2 separate regions of the Mus musculus genome follow, and region 1 is linked to region 2. The links are chromatin contacts, called in public Hi-C maps. All regions are on one chromosome and are shown on one strand. The core of a region is the stretch at or near the end of the contact, and the rest is flanking DNA. Distances in the headings are between cores, read along the strand shown.

The links. A called contact is a pair of places that touch in the nucleus more often than the background predicts.
Region 1: a contact with region 2 is called in a Hi-C map of the N1E-115 cell line, with 5 times the contacts expected there. The contact joins two enhancer-like sites. A contact is called at or near these places in 20 of 39 promoter capture datasets (the 3T3-L1 cell line, 3T3-L1-derived adipocytes, the C10 cell line and 12 more), 1 of 15 datasets of contacts at CTCF or cohesin (the NIH/3T3 cell line), 5 of 484 Hi-C or Micro-C datasets (the N1E-115 cell line, cranial neural crest, embryonic fibroblasts and 2 more) and 13 of 115 datasets of contacts at active chromatin or transcription factors (a beta-TC-6 cell line, craniofacial prominence, embryonic basal ganglia and 10 more).

The regions. Positions count from the first base shown.
Region 1 is chr11:101,877,230-101,880,411 of GRCm38.p6, forward strand. Meox1 (mesenchyme homeobox 1) reads right to left here. Exons shown (of 3, transcript NM_010791.3): 2 at 2,032-2,207; 3 at 281-1,500. The coding sequence ends at 1,378. Among named protein-coding and RNA genes, the nearest start is that of Meox1, 16 kb to the right of the region's middle. Within about 2 kb of position 1,737, at least 27 of the 459 cell types and tissues checked have an H3K27ac peak or open chromatin away from gene starts, as enhancers often do. A contact at or near this core is called in the N1E-115 cell line, where this site is marked.
Region 2 is chr11:101,813,170-101,816,254 of GRCm38.p6, forward strand. No RefSeq gene overlaps it. Among named protein-coding and RNA genes, the nearest start is that of Gm39392, 29 kb to the left of the region's middle. Within about 2 kb of position 1,457, at least 48 of the 459 cell types and tissues checked have an H3K27ac peak or open chromatin away from gene starts, as enhancers often do. A contact at or near this core is called in the N1E-115 cell line, where this site is marked.

The DNA.
Region 1 (3,182 bases), core at 487-2,986, 64 kb after region 2:
GCTATGCCCATAGAACCACAAGAGGATGTCAGATCCCCCTGATGTTGGAGTTACAGGCAGTTGTGCGCTGATGTCCCTGCTGAGAACATCCTAGCCACTGAGCCATCTCTCCAGCCCCATACCCATCTCCTGAAGAACCTGTGAGAGGGCGCTTTGGTCTAGGTGACTTCCCTCCTTTCTCTCTTTCCTTCTAGACATTGTCTGGATAATCATTAGACGAGCGTCAGCATTACACATGAGAGCCATGACTCTGAAATCTATAAGGAAAAAGGCTGGAAACTGCATTTTTTTGTTGATTTATTTCTCTGAGAGTTTTCTTACAAAGTGAATTGACCTTGCACAATTAGCTTGATGTAATCTTAGGAAAAAAAAACATATGAAATATGCTGTAGGGGAAAACTGATACATGCTCTAACTTGCCATCTCATTTGACAATCATTTTCCACAGCTTCTGTCTTGATGGGGTGGGGAAGGGAACTGGGGTTATTTTTAAACACTCACAATCAGATCTCCATGCAAGAAATTCAAATACTTGCTGACCCTCCTTCTGCAACATCAGCAGGATCTGGGAGATCCACCATCTAATACTGAGGCACACAGGGGTCTCTTCCAAGGAGACTGTTGCCTGAGGCTGTTTTCCCACCAGTCCTCACAGGAGCATCCTCAGAAGTTGGGTCTGAGATCTGAGCTGCGCATGTGTGTGAACCTGGGAGGTCTTCCCACAAAGCTTTTTCCGGAACACGCAGGATAGGTCCAAATGCATCCCATGGAGGAAGATGGGTTGTTTTCCTGTCCTTATCTGCAGTCAGAGTCCTTGGAGAACACAAGACGCTGCAGCCTGAGAACGTTCTACTTCCAAGGTCCACGTATCTCAGTCCTCATCCATCAGCTCTTGTGCTATCCTCTCCGTCCTTAGACACAGGAGCCACTTCCTAACCTTCAACTCAACGGTGTGAACATCTGGAGAGAGGTTTGCTTTTACAAGTCACCAGCTGGTACCAAGGAATGGATTCTGCATAGGCCAGATGGGGCCAGACCCAGAGGAGACCCTGATGTAAGAGGGGGATGCTAGGTGTGGGTAGTAGCCAAGAGACCCAGAAAAGAGGGCCCCAGGCTCTGTTTCTATAGTTTCCCAGTCCTTTGGAGTTCAAGAGAGAGTGGGAAGTTGAAGGCCTGGGGAAGGGGCTGCTGAGATGTAAGGACGCTGAGCTAAGCCTTCTGGGAAATTCAAGGCTCCCACATACTGGGCAACTTCACACCTTAGAGTGTGTGCAGGCTGCCCTGGGTGGGTCCAGAGATGTGAGAGGGTGGGACCGGGTGGTGGGAACTGGAGAGGGGGTTCCTTCAGTCTTTCTTGGTTTTGGTCTTTGGAGCATCTCACTCTGAACTTGGAGAAGCTGCAGAGTCCCCATCCTCTCGGTCCTGCTCCTGTGGGGACACAGGCTGACCCCCCTTCACACGTTTCCACTTCATCCTCCGGTTCTGGAACCAGACTTTGACCTGAAAGAGGAAGCAAAAGGATCAGGTCTCTCCAGGGTTAGGGTCACCCCCTCGCCACGTTGCTCAAGATCTGGAACCCTCACTTGTTGATACCCCATAAGGATCCAGGGACCACACAGGTCCGCACTAAGGCCTGCCTACTCTCTGGATGTGGGCAGAGGTGGAAAGTCTCTGACAATTACTCTGGGCTTCCCCCACCCCCCTTACATGCCCTGTCTCCTTGACAACAGGGCTTGCACAATTCCCATGTAAACAATTGCCTTGGTGACTCTGAGGCAAATGCTGATTCAAGTTTGAGGGAAATCAGACCACACATGTCCCAGTTCTTGTTCACATGAGAAGTACCCCGGGGGACCGTTGGAAAACTGGGCTCCCTCCCAGATCAATTACAGATTCTCCATCGGTGGAATTCTGATAACTCTCCATGGGGTGGTCTTCGGTACCGCTGTGGCTGGGTAAAGGGGGGGGGGGCAGGCAGGGGTGACTGGGAAGGGAGGCGAGAAGACAGCAGCGCAAGCACCCAGGCCCCACCTGCCGCTCAGAAAGGTCCAGGTTGACTGCAATCTCATATCTCCGGAGCCGGGTCAGGTAGTTGTGGTGGGCAAACTCTGCCTCCAGCTCCCGTAGCTGCTCCTTGGTGAAGGCTGTCCTCTCCTTCCGGGCTTTGCTGCTGCCTTCTGGCTTCCCTCCTCCGTTCTCCTGGTTGTCTGTGAAAAGAAGACCCCCACATGGGGGAGACATAGTGAGCTCATGACATGAGAGGGCTCATTCTCATCCATCCATTAGTTTGTAAACAGTTGGGCAGCATTTCCTCGTCTGTCTCGCTTTTAAATTACACTGAGAAGCCCTGGCATCCCTCATTCCTTCCAGCATCTTGTCCCTAAGATGGTCCCAGTCTCAAGTGTACTCTGCTCACTTCCGTTCCCCTCGTTAGATTTTCACTTCCTGAGGCAGGCAAAGCACTGCTTGGCTGTTTAACGTCTGTAGTCCCAGCCTGACTCTGGGAAGGCCTCAGTAGCCTGCAGCTCAGGGGTCTCCACACTTCAAGACAAACAAAGTTCCTAGGAAGGGAGGTGTGGCTGAGGATACCCTCCAGCCTTGCCAGGGTATTTTGGGTATTTTGGTATTCTGGCCCTGGGCCCCATGCCTGGTCTGGGGAAGGCATTTAGCACTGTGAGACCAGGAAAGAGGGTGTGCTCCCAGCGTGAGCTTCGACTGAAAACTTGTGTGAAGTAGATAGAAATCACTGCTGAGTCACAAACTCACTGGAGTAGGATGGGAAAATCAACACTTGTGTGTGTGCATGTGTGTGTGTGTGCTCACCTGTGTGCGTGTGTATGTGTGTGCACATTATTTGTGTGTATGTGCATATATGTGTATGTGCACATATGTGTGTGTGTGCATGTGTGGCAGCCAGATGTCAGCATTGGCTGTCTTTCTGTGTCACCCTCTAACTTAGGTCTTAAATAATGTATGTATGTATGTATGTATGTATGTATGTATGTATGTATGTTTGTATGTATGTATGTTTGTATGTTTGTATGTATGTAGTGGGGAGGACAGCTTCTGAGAGTTGGTTCTCTCCATTTGCTGTAAGGTTCCAGAGACTGAACTCAGTGTGTTAGGTTCTTCAGTAAGAGTCTTTGCCCACTGAGCCATTTCAATGGTTTCTCTACCTTAGT
Region 2 (3,085 bases), core at 207-2,706:
CAGGATTTGGATAGAATTCCTAGGCCGTCTCTCTCCTTCCCACTGGGAGGCTCATAGCTACCCGTCTCCAGCTCCAGGGCATCTGATGGCTCTAGCCTCTACAGGCACCTGCATGTATGTGCACATACCCACACGCAAACATATATAATTAAGATAAGATAAAAATTTAATAATGTAATTAACAACAATAAAAACCTAGAGTCACTTAGCTGGTGGAGGAGAAGTGAACGCCCACTCGACCCAGAAGTCTCCCCTGTAGTGGAGTGTTGCCGCCACCAGGTGGCAGTGTTGGCAAGCACACTGCTTCTCTAGCAGCTGCCAGGCCGGAATAGGAAGAGTTTTATTCCAGTTTCAACTTTTATTTAGAATGGAGATACCTTAATAGACCATCTAATCCCACGTGTCTTCACCTCAGAAGATGGGCAGCCAGAGATGGGGAAGATCTCTGCCCAAGATCACAGCGTGTTGATAGCAGAGCTCTCTACCTTAACATCCCTAACCTCAGGCACTCAAGGAACGGTTTCCATATCAGCTCTGTCTCTCTGTCTCTCTGTCTCTCTGTCTCTCTGTCTCTCTGTCTCTCAGTCTCTCTCTCCCCCCTGTGTCTCATGCATCCTCCGGCCTCCACCTCCAAATTTGAGAATTACAGGAAAGCACTGCTATGCTTTCGCAGTGCTGGGGTACAAAGCCAGGGCTTCCTTCAGGCTAGTAAGCACTCTGCCAACTGAGCTATGCCCCCAGCCCTTTCTTTTCCTGCTTTTTATGGGACGGGCTTTCACTATTTAGACTGGAATTCACTGTATAGACCAGGTGGCCTCAAATTCACAGCAATCCTCCTGCCTCAGGCTTCATAGTGCTTGTGGAACATGTGAGCTACTACTTCAGGCTGGTGTTTTAAGACAAGAGTCTGCTATTCTTTTGTAGGATGGATGACAAGGGCCTCTATCACACAGTACTTGTGTAGAAGGTTCTTGGGCCTGTTCTTGGGCTCATTCGGTAAGGGTGCTTGCTGCCAAGCCTGACACCCGAGTTTGATCCCAGGGACCCACATAATGGAAGCAGAGAATTGGCTTCCGCAAGCTGTCCTGTGACCTCTTCAACTTCATTGGGATATGCGCCCTCCATCCACAGAATAAATTAAAATGTAATTTAAAAAAGAAGGCTCTGCGTGCAGCTTGGCGCCCTAACTTTTAATCCCAACAGGGTCATAATGTGTAGGCGATTATACCTAGTTCAGCGGGGACCACTGGGATCTAGAGGGAAGCACTTCACCTTGGGTTACACAGTATTTGCTGAGTCTGAGCGTTTTGCTCTTTGGGAGCTGGTGGGGTTGGGTAGGAGAAGACTGATGTGACCCACCTCCGTGGTTTGTAACCTCTGAAGGGTCCTTTGTCCTGCACGGGAGAGTAGTGCGGAACAGCAAGCTCTGCGCAGACTCCGAGCCTCCTCACCCGCTCCCCCCTACAGCAGCTCCCCATGAGTTCCTTTCCAGAGCACTCACTGAGTAGGTTGCTAGTGGAAATGTGGTTTTCAAATTTGGGAAATCTCCATTAAGTCCTTTTATTTAAGGAGGATGTCATTATCACGCCTCCCCGAGGACTATTACGGTTCTATTAGGCAAGGCCGCAGACTTCCTAGGTACTGTCTGGGGTCTGATTCCTGGGCAGGAAAATACGAGACAGGAAGAAGGGGGGCAGGGAGCTGGAGAGAGAAAACGGGATGCGGAGCGGGCAGGAGGGAGGAGAGGAGAGGGGTGAAGAATCAGAGACTGCAAGAGGGAGCCTGGAAGGCGAGAAGTAGAGCGCGCCCCCTAGTGGTGGAGGGAGCGCGGGGAATCCCGGGGCCAAGTGGCCATCTATCTGCTCCTCTTAAAGGCTCAAGATGAAACTGGAGAAATCTACCTGGATTCTGCCCTCTGCACAGTCAGGGAGGGGCTGCAGGGGAGTCCCCGTGCCCTCCAACTGCTGCCCACCGTCGGAGTCTTGGTTCAGATCTTGGAGGAGCCTTTAGGATGGATGGCCACCGACCAAGAAAGTGTTAACTAAGGAAGGCAGTTCTGCAAACCAGGCCGGGGCTCAGGGGCACTGGCCTTCCTGGCCGCTCTGAGACATCCTTTGCTCTTCTGGAGCTTCTGCGTGAGCTCCGGGGAGGCTTGGCACTAGCCTCTGCTCTGTGCTGTGCCCTTGGCACCTGGTAGGTGCTCAGGCCATGTTTGTGTTCCGACTGAGAGAGGTGGGGAAATGGTCCCTCTGACTCTTCTTGTCTCCTATACTCAGAGCTAAGTCATATGGTTTGAGTTGCTCTTAGCAAAGCTTGCTGACCCTCGATGTCTTCCGATTATCCTACTGAGGACTCCATCACCAGCCCACCCCACCCACCTCCTGGGTAGAGTTTAGGGAGGGTCAGGAACCGCATGGCAAGCAGCTGACACTCGTTTGACTAAATGGGAAAGAGGAAAATATATTTCCCCCTAGGGACCCGTGAGTTAGGGGTTACCAGCTCGGGCTGGAAGCATTCACCTCCAAGCAGGAAGAAGCATACTCTGGGCGAACATCCGGGCTGGACAATCCCCTGTTTGTGGGTCCCCAGGGTCTGGGCAACCTCATTCCACGATCCCCTGTCTGTTCAGAGCTGCCTTGGATCCTGAGCCTGAGGCGAGGACCCCCAACCCCACCCCACCCCCCCTTCGCACTCTCCTTGCCCTGTGAGAGCTAGCCTGGTGCCCCTGGGGTGCCCCTGCCTTGGAGCTCCTGTGCAGAAGTGATTAATGAGGCAGGATAAAACCTTTCTTCCCCAGCTGTGTCAACAAGCCCCTGTGGCCTTTCAGGCTTCGGGGATGGGGAAGCAGCCCGTTCCCTAGGTCTGTTCTCCCTTTACCCTGGGCTCCCTGTGATAGTTATGATTTTATGATGCCCACGACACTTGATGTTTGCTGACAGCGCTGAGAGGGGAGGAAGTGAAGTCCCTTTTTTTTTTTTTTTTTTTTTTTTTGCCTCTTCTCCTCTTAACTTCGTAAGCCACAGGATGACAAGGGACAATTGGTGCCCCGTGCCACCTTCTCTGTGAAGCTTTCCCGAGGGCACCT